Linked DNA regions of Mus musculus: region 2 is linked to region 1. A link is a contact called in public Hi-C data. All regions are on one chromosome and are shown on one strand. Each heading gives the region's core, a stretch centred on a gene start, on an enhancer-like site or on the middle of the called end of the contact. The rest is flanking DNA. Distances are from core to core; before and after follow the strand shown. Region 1 holds the start of Cntln (centlein, centrosomal protein). Region 2 overlaps Cntln (centlein, centrosomal protein).

The links. A called contact is a pair of places that touch in the nucleus more often than the background predicts.
Region 2: a contact with region 1 is called in a Hi-C map of rod photoreceptor, with 2.0 times the contacts expected there. The contact joins the enhancer-like site here to the promoter of Cntln in region 1. A contact is called at or near these places in 16 of 39 promoter capture datasets (the 3T3-L1 cell line, 3T3-L1-derived adipocytes, the C10 cell line and 10 more), 2 of 484 Hi-C or Micro-C datasets (cerebral cortex and rod photoreceptor), 2 of 115 datasets of contacts at active chromatin or transcription factors (bone marrow-derived macrophages and forebrain) and 3 of 9 other capture datasets (adipose tissue, liver and pancreatic islet).

Annotation. Positions count from the first base shown.
Region 1 is chr4:84,881,048-84,885,791 of GRCm38.p6, reverse strand. Cntln (centlein, centrosomal protein) reads right to left here and starts at 1,483. Exons shown (of 26, transcript NM_175275.4): 1 at 968-1,483. The coding sequence starts at 1,327.
Region 2 is chr4:85,060,129-85,065,206 of GRCm38.p6, reverse strand. It overlaps Cntln (centlein, centrosomal protein), which reads right to left. Exons shown (of 26, transcript NM_175275.4): 16 at 1,852-2,026. Among named protein-coding and RNA genes, the nearest start is that of Sh3gl2, 140 kb to the left of the region's middle. Within about 2 kb of position 3,341, at least 1 of the 459 cell types and tissues checked has an H3K27ac peak or open chromatin away from gene starts, as enhancers often do. A contact at or near this core is called in rod photoreceptor, where this site is marked.

The DNA of each region.
Region 1 (4,744 bases), core at 234-2,733:
AATCTGCTTAACCAATGATGTATTCAAGTTACACACGATTCTCTTGTCTTTACAGAAAAGACCTATAAAACGGAGCAAGAGAACCCAACAGAACCGTAAGAGAGTTTCAAGGTTTTACTAATCTAACGTGATAATGCTGCTCTGTTGATGCTGTCTCTGGTGTTGGCGGTTCCTAATTAGTGTCTCTTAAATACAGCGATTTTTTTCCCTTAAAGACTTGTAATTAACTGAATGAATTCTCAACATTTTTATTTCCTAACCCTATATGTGGTTAGAGCCAAATCTAAGGAGATGGTGGTGAGAAGGCAAAACCAATAAACTAACTAAATAAATAAATAAATAAATACTCTGCACTGAAGGACAGGCAAGCTCACCATCCCCAAACCCTCAAACTAATCTGGGAAGTAATGTGAGATGACTGCTCTAACAACTGCTTTCCTCTGGCACACTCACATGAAAGTACTTCACTATGGGATCACTGGAAGTTAATAAATGAATACGTAGCATCCTAAGGTTGTAGTCCCGTTCCCAGGGCTTTCTAAAAACTGTGGTTGTGTTTGGAACTTAAGTTTAACAAGGTAAGAACAAGGGTTAAGTGTGGGTCTGAAGTTTAAAAACGGGCAATTTCCATCAGTGGATTTTATTTTTCTGACACGGTCCTGTTTATTTCAATTCACGAATGCACTCCACTCGTGGGCACTGGGTATCACTAGACAGCACCAGGAACTTGGGCTTTGAGGAAGGAGCCTCTGGAGAGCATCCTATTAAAATCGAAACCCGGGTCTGCAGCGGGACAGAGCCTGCAGCCCAGACAGTGGGCAGAGGCAGGGCGTGGAGCCTGGAGGGCGCGTCCCGGGAGGGTTCACTAGGTGCCCCGGGCCGCGAGCATGAGCTCGGGCGGCGGTGATGGGCGGCGCTGCCCCCGGCCGGGGCCGTGGACAGGAAGGCCGGCGGCCAGTCCTGATACCTGACACAGGGCCAGCTCCTCCTTTAGGCTGCTCAGCTCTTCCTCCAGCAGCTGCGATCGCGTCGCCTTCGCCTCCTCCGAGGAGAGGCCCTCTGGCCACCAGGAACCCGCGGGCGCGCTGGCGACAGGAGCGACAGCGGCCCCGGCCCGCCCCGACCCTCGCCGTCCCCCTGACCCTTCTTCGCCCCTCCAAAGTAAGTCGCTTTTATCCGCGACGACCTCCCTCGCGGCGCCCGCCAGACCCGAGGCCTCGCTGCGCACAGCGTGCACTTCGGCTCCGCGCCCGACGCGCAGGGACCGCCGGCTGGACCGCCGCACCGGGGGCGGAGGCGGCGAGGAAGACGGCGAGCGCGCCGCCATGGCCGCGGCGCCTAACGGGTCAAGTTCCCGCTTGAAAACTCCACCTTCCCTTCCCCATCCTGGGGAGCCTGGCCTGCCGTCCTACGCATGCGCGGAGCTTTTCCCGCCTGGTCCGGCGATCGCGGTTCCTAGTGGGCTTGCCGCGGGCCCAGCTCCGAGCGCGGGCGGCTGAGCTGATCTGCGCATGCGCGCCGGGCCGGCGGAGGCTCGACCAGCAAGTTCATTGCTGGCGCCTCCACTGTCCCGAGTCCGAAGTGCCTGACTTTCCCGCCCTCCTAACGCCCTAGCTCCGCCGAGGGCCTACTTTACATCCCTCGTCTTAAAGCCTTCCTGACAAGCCCCCAGCCCCCAGTGATCCAGAACTGTGAATTCTTTCCTCCTCCAAGGCTTCTGCCAACTCGTTTTTCACGTTTCATTGACCGCCCTCAAGTGTTAGTTACCCCGCTAATCTCTCCAACGCTGTTGTAAGCTCCTTGAGGATCAGGGAATAGGTTTTAGAGTTAAGTGTTTTCTTCACACCCCTTGGCAACGCTGCCTTACGTGCGGCTGACATCTAACCGACTGAAGTCAAGGAGACGCGGAAAGCCTTGTGCTGAGCTGGGACTATCGAGCAGGCTTCCCACTTGAATTATGATCCTTCCTACACCCTTTGTCTTTTGTTTTGCAAGAGTCATGGTTTCCTTTGAGTCTTTATGTCAATTTCTTTATCCCTTGGCTGGATATCAGAGCAACTTTGTCCTACAAGGCCCAACGGCTTGGTGTCCTTGGACCGAACTAAAGTCAGCAATGGAGTCTGATGAAAGAAATGAGACTGACTCACTTTTTTAGTCTCTGGTCTTTTCTCACTTGCTTTGCTATAAACTTCAAAAACACAATAACCTTTCTTTGCCCTTAAGACACTTCCTCCAGAGTGCTAAACTTAGTGAACGCGCGCACGCTGAGCTGAGTTTCACAGAAAGATAGAATTACTTTTTTGTTGTTGCTGGTTTGTTGGGGGGGGGGTGTTTGTTTGTTTGTTTGTTTTGTTTTCTAGGAAAAGTTTACAGAATTCTTGGAAGAGATTTGAAGTAGGGATTGAGAGTCCCACCGTGAAGTTACCATTTTCAAACCATTTTTGCCTGTACTGAGTCGGCATGCCCGAAGACTGCCTCTGGTCATCCTTCCAACACTGCAAAGTGTATTAGAGAATTACATGTTTCCAGTGCATGTAGGGCTCGGGGCCATGATGGCTCAGCCCATGCAGTGCTTGCCGTGAAATCATGAATTCAATCCCTCAGAGCCCACGTGTGTTTTCCAAAGCCGGCTGCCATGATGTTGGCAGACCTGTAATCCCAGAATTTAGGAGACAGAGGCCAGATCCTGTGACTTGCTGGTCAGCTACTCTAGCCAAATCTGCAAGCTCCAAGATCATTAAGAGTCTCTGTCTCAAAAACTGAGATGGGGAATGATTGAAGGAGACGCAGGACCTCAGGTCTCCACACACATAGGTACCCATAGAAATAAAAAAGGAAAAGTACATATAAACTTGTCCTACAAAGAACTATCGTGTTGAACATCTAACATTTGCTGAGTCCAATAATAGTTTTCAAATTAAATTCACTTATATCGAATTAGATGTCATCCGCATTGTACTAGAAACTGAGACTTCAGAGGTCATTGTAAATTTCATGACACTCCATGTCTGATACTATATTAGAGAAGCTAGAGTTTAAATCCATTTAATTCAAAAAACAATGCCTTTCATCTCAACAGTAATTTGAAACAAAGCATTGCATTCCAAGAATATATGGTATTTTACTGGGTTTAACACTGGGAATTCACTGGTATAGCCTGAAATACATGTGAGTGCCTCCTACTGGTCATTGCTTATTTCTTCATTTAACCCTAGAGTCTTTGGAAAAGCAATGTAATATTTTCTATTATGATTTCTAGTGTGTTTGATGCAATATCTCAATCGATCAATTGATAGGTGATAGATGATAGAAGTATTATAAATATACATAGGATAACAGATACAATGGATGGATAGATAGATAGATAGATAGATAGGATAATAGATACAAGATGGATAGATAGATAGATAGATAGATAGGATAATAGATACAAGATGGATAGATAGATAGATAGATAGATAGATAGATAGGATAACAGATACAAGATGGATAGATAGATAGATAGATAGATAGGATAATAGATACAAGATGGATAGATAGATAGATAGATAGATAGATAGATAGGATAATAGATACAAGATGGATGGATAGATAGATAGATAGATAGATAGGATAATAGATACAAGATGGATAGATAGATGGATAGATAGAGTCTCCCAAAGGGTAATATCTTGAATCTGTATCTTTGCCTAGGCAAATACTTTTAGAAGACTTGTATAATGGCAATATCACTTAACGTAAAATTTATCACATAACGTTTTAAATTATTTCAACTATCAATGAAGTAGTATTATGTTAGTAACCATCCCCACAGTCTAGTTCCAGAACATTTTTATCATCTCAAGTCAGAACCTCCATGCCCATTCAGTCATTTCACATTCTTCCTCCCACTAACCCCAAAATCACCAACTTCTATCTATTTCTGTACATTTTTATTCTAAACATTGAAGAATGGAGTCTATGTAAGCTTTTATGTCTGCTTTTATATATTATATCAGAATTCACCCATGTTGTAGTATATATCAATACTTTATTATTTTTTAAAAGAAAGATTTATTTGTGTGTGTGTTTACTTGCCTGTATGTATGTATGTATGTATGTATGTATACCACGTGTGTGCCTGATGCCCACAAAAGTCAGAAGAGCATGTTAGACACCTTCCTGTAATGGAGATATTGGTGGTTGTGAACCATCCTGGGTAGTCCGCAAGACCAACAGATGTTCTTAACTGAAGTGCCCATCCTCTAGCCTATTGTGGTTTTGTAGATGAATAAGACTCTATTGTGTGGATAAACCACATTTTTCTTTATCTTTTCATCAGTCAGTATATGCTTACATTATTTCCATCGTTTACCTATCATGGATAAAACTGCTATAACATTTGTGTGTAGGATTCTCTTGGAAACTCCATGGTTAATTCTCTATGAGCGAAATCTCTAGAGCATCCAGTGATTAATTAATTTTAAAGACCCCCCTGAGGTTTTTATACTTGTATACTTTCTGTTCCTGTCAGCGGGGTATTAGGGCTCCAATTTCTCTACAACCATGCCAATATGTATATTTTGTTTTGTTTGGGTTATGGTTTTAATTCTCTTAACACCCAAGCCACTGCTTATTATGTGTGTGGCTTTGACTTGTTTGTTTGTTTGTTTGTTTGTTTGTTCCCTTTGACCAGTGGCACTGAGTATCCCTGAATGTGTTTGGACATTTGCCCATGTTCTTAGAATTATTTCTTTAAGTCCTT
Region 2 (5,078 bases), core at 2,092-4,591, 180 kb before region 1:
ATCTAGGTACTTAATAGGCCTTTAATGATGGAGGTGAAGGTGGAAGTGGAGTGAGTGTTTGGCTGATACAAGGTAGTGAATTATGTAAAGTTTTCTGTCATGCTAGGCTAATCTTCTCTGCATCTTCTGGCTGGAAAGAATATGGTTTAACTGGGGACTTTTATAGTTTTTTATATTACAGTTTAAGGATGTAGGTGTCTCAGTTGTCTATATCCATTATATAAGGAACAAATCAAGAGTTCAACACTATGTTGAACCTCAATTCCTAAGGTTCCCATCTAGATGTTTTTCCTTTTCTTTTAAAATTTAGAGTAGGTTGTACTAGTTTATATCTATCTTCCTATTTACATAAGGGGGACGTTGACAAATTAGACCATATTAATATATGTTACCACCTTATTGAAAAGGAACCATGTAGGAGGGCAAAAGGCATAGGAAAAATGTCATGTGTATGTATATACATACTATATATATTCAACAAAATCCTGTAGTATCTAGCATATCCTATATATAAGAAAAATAGATAAATTGTGAATATAATGAATAGAAATGAAAATACAGTCTCCTGAAGAATTATAAATTGTAAACAACAACAAAGAAAAGGTTCAATTTCTTGGTAATTATAGAACACTAAAGAAAACCCTCAGTGGTGAACTTCAAATCACATGCCAGTGGCTGCAGTGGGAGAGCCTAACGGACCAAAGGGTGAGATTCTATAACTTGCTGGTGGGGGCACTGAAGCCCTCCTGGACTTAAAGAGAATAAAAGGCACCGACCAGAGTCTCAGAAATTTACTAGCCATGGTATGGAATTCATGTTTGAGCTTTTGCTACAGAAATGACCATGTTTATTCACAAACAAATGTACAAGAATACTCTTTGCAATTCTATTTGTAGGAAATATGAAGTGAAGCTTCTAAGTTCCAACAGTACAGTAGACAACAAAGCACTATTTATCCTATTCATAAGGCGGGAAGTCAATGAACTCTGAGTGGCAGTGAACACAAAATGCCAGGGACCAGAGGCTTTGTCTCCTACTCATAAGTCTCCAGAGAGGAGACTTCATCAAAACTTGAAGGGAGCAAACTGATAATACAAAGGAAGTGACTCGATTTCAGTCAAGGGCTTGGTGAGGAAGTCTAATATTTTCTACACACACTGGCTATCATTTCATTATGTTCTGTTAAAATCGTTTGTAGATTTATGAAAAGGGTTTACATATGCTTGTCATATCACTGAGAACTTGAGTGTCTTCCATTTACAAGTTCATTAGGCTGTATATGTATAGTGATAATAAACAACTCAGTCTATTAAGTAATATGGAGAAAAATAGCAACCACAAAAAAGTTAAAAAAAATTTTTTTTTAAAGCTAGAGTCTTTCACTATATAAACCAGGCTAGGCTGGCCTCGTACTCCTAATCTCCTGCCTCAGCCACCAAATAGTAATGTCTGTAGAAACCAGCTAGTTACCATTAGTCAGGTGGCAGAGCACAGGAAGAATATAGCTTTATCACAATGACAGCTAGCAAAAGTAAACATTTCTTCATTTGTTATAGTTCATATCCTTAAACACAATAATGAGCTTATTGTTTTTTTAACATTTCCTATTCCTTGAAATAAGACTGTCTTAAGATTTATACACCTGGTGTTTATTTTCATTTTACCTTTGCAAAATTGCAAACAAGTGTTTGAAGATGATTCAAAAGTGAGTATTTTTGCTGTCTACTTTCAAGAAGACAGTTTTTTTTTTTTAGGGATTCAAATTTAAATAGTGGTACAATGCATCAATTTAAGTTTTATAGAGAGGACAAGGTTAAGAACGTACTGTGGAGCTAAGAAAAGCTAGCATACCTGCGGGGCCTTGATGTCCTCACATGAGTACGTCTGCATAGCTCTTTGTTGAGCACAGCTGCCTTCTGTTTGGTCAATTTCTTTCTGGTTTCTACCATCTTCGATAGGGCTTATATTCTGGGATGTTTCCACAATAATTGTTCCCAAATTTTGAAAGGTTTGTGTTTCAGAATCACTGCTTTAAAAACAAAACAAAATACAAGAATCAAAAAAAAAAAAAAAAAAAAAAAGGATAAAATGAACCCCAGCAAGACAGAGTTACATATGCACTTCTCCAAACATGGTGATCACTGTTGTTTGGTTCTCACTATTAAACTTATACATTTCAAGAACTTCATCAGGAAACTTGATCCCTAGCACAATATTCCCACCAGCCCCTTTTGGAAGTGTCCCTGCAGAGCATCAGTCCAGGAAGCCCATGGTGCCTGACTGCCAGTCTCCAAGCCAGGGCACACAAGTTAATTTTTTTCTTTTTTTACAGTAAGTTCCCTCCCCCCCCCCCCCAGAAGGTATAAAATTTTTATCTGTTGGGCCTTTTACCATGGGCTATAGTTTTATTCCTTATATCTGAAATAGTATACCCGCTATGAGCCAGGAACTTTTGTCTACAAAAGGGTTAAAGTAGTAAATAATAAAATAGGGGGAAACAATCCATGCCTTCATATACCTTGCATCATAGTAACAATCTGGACTATAAGAATATCCAGATAAGGATGAGTAAAATACACAGTACATGAGCAGTGATGTGCTCGAGAGAGAAAAACAAAGGAAGCAATGAAGCGATTAAACATTTGAAGATCATTCACTGGCCACCACAGACATGCAAATTCAAACTACACTGAGATGCCATCTCACTCCGGACAGAATGGAAGTCATCACAAGAACAAATAACAACAAAACCAACCTGGCAAGGCTATCAATGAAAGAGAGAGAACTCTCATGTAATGCCTAAGAAAATGAAAACTAGTCCAACCACGGTCAAAATCAGCATAGAAGTTCCAAACTAAAACTAGATCTCCCATATGGTTCAGCTGGACCATTTGTGGGTACTTACCAAAAAGACTGCAAGTCACTATGCCAAAGAGATGCTTGCAGAATAACACTGCAGCGCTACTCACAAAAGCTAAGTTATGAAACCCAATTGAATGCCCATCGACTCAGGGATGGATGAAGATGATGTAAAGACAGAACAGAATTCTTTTCCAACATCAAAGATGAAGTTATGTTGTTTGAAAGAAGATGGCTACAACTGGAGACAACCACTAAGTGATAAGTCAGTCTCAAACAGACAAATCTCATGTTTCCTCTTATTCACAGATAAGATTTTCCACAGGTATCTGAAAGCATATCTGGTGCTGATAGTTGATTTGGTAGTTTGACCAAGAGTGGCCCCCACAGGCTCATTTATTTGTATGCTTATTCATCACAGAGTAAAACTCTTGAACAGGATTACAGAGATTAGGCAGTGTGACCTCATTAGAAGAAATGTGTCACTGAGGGGGGTCGGGGGGGGGGGGCTTTGTGGTTTCCAAAGCCCAAGCCAGGCTCAGTCTCTCTCTGTGCCTGCTGCCTGAGGGTGAGGATACACAGCTCGAAGCTACTTCTTCACTGGGCCATGCCTGTAACAGATTTTGTTGTTATTTGTTTTCATAATGCCCCCATTCTGCCTGGAGTGAGATGGCATCTCAGTGTAGTTTTACCTGCCTGACCCCCCCCCCCCCCCCAATGAACCATGCCTGCCTGCGTGCTGACATACTCCCTGCCATGATAATAATGGACTAAGCCTCTGAAACTGTAAGCAAGTCCCCAACTAAGTGCTTTCTTTAATAAGAGTTCCCTTGGTCATGGTGTCTTCTCACAGCAACAGAACAGTGACTAAGACAATGGAAGTGAAAAGTTTAGGGAAACACAGAGAGAAAAGGAGAGAAGGGATGGACTATGTTCAAAGCATATAAGAGACTTGTATGAAAATGTATATTCACGATTAAAATGATTTGGAAAAAAAACAAGCTTTGAGGTTGAAGAGGACATAACAATAACTTTTTCACGTAGATACATTTAAACTATTTTACATAGATACATACTCTTTGATACATCTTTAGGGAAACAAAACAGCTCATGGCTTGTCCTAATTTTCCTATTCTAAATGATTTTGAGATGCTTCACTGCCTTGGTCTCTCTTGAACATGCTCTAGCTTATGCTAACCTAGCAACAAAGTGAGAATTCAGATTCACATCCTAAGAACTCTACGTTAAGTGTTTCTTAGAAGGACTTCTTGGGGCTAAACTTGTATAATTCTCTTTGGCATGTCCATTCTAAAATAGACTCATACAGTATTTCTACATATTGACTATTAAATATCTATTTCTTCTAGAGTCGCTAAACAACAGACATTTTGTACTCAAAGTGAACTGTTCTGAAGTCTTATTATATATACAACAGGATCTTCCTAGTCTGCTGACATCTTTGGAAATCATGATTCCACATTGTAAAGTTTTTCTCCACCTCTCATATTCTGAAGTGTATCTACTTTCTGATTTTTGAGGGCCATTTTTAATGACAAAGTTGATAAGTATGCCTTGTTAAGGTTCAGATACATTGTGTTTAAAGGTGAGATAAGATGTGGGCTGGGTAACAGGTCAGTGGTAGAGCACTTAGCATGAGGAAGGCTCTGTGCTCAGTCCTCAGTATAGGCCCAGGTTAGAGAAAAAGGCATAGATCTGCCTGATAAAAATTTATTTTCAAGAACTAGGCAGACTTTCAGAAATCAGTTGTTGGGGTGGTTTGACTATGCTTAGCTCAGGAAATGGCACTGTTTGGGGTGAGGCCTTGGAGTAGGTGTGTCACTGTGGGTGTGGGCTTTAAGACTCGCATCCTAGCTGCCTGGAAGTGAGTCTTCTCCTAGAGGCCTTCAAATGAAGACATAGAACTCTCAGCTCTTCCTGTACCATGCCTGCCTGGATGCTGCCATGCTCCCACTTTGATGATAATGGACTGAACCTCTGAACCTGTAAGCCAGCCCTATTAAATGTTGTCCTTAAAAGAGTTGCCTTGAAGCCAGGTGTGGTGGCACATGCCTTTAATCCTAGCACTCGGGAGGCAGAGGCAGGTGGATTTCTGAGTTCGAGGCCAGCCTGGTCTACAGAGTGAGTTCCAGGACAGCCAGGGCTACACAGAGAAACCCTGTCTCAAAAAACCAAAGAGTTGCCTTGGTCATGGTGTCTGT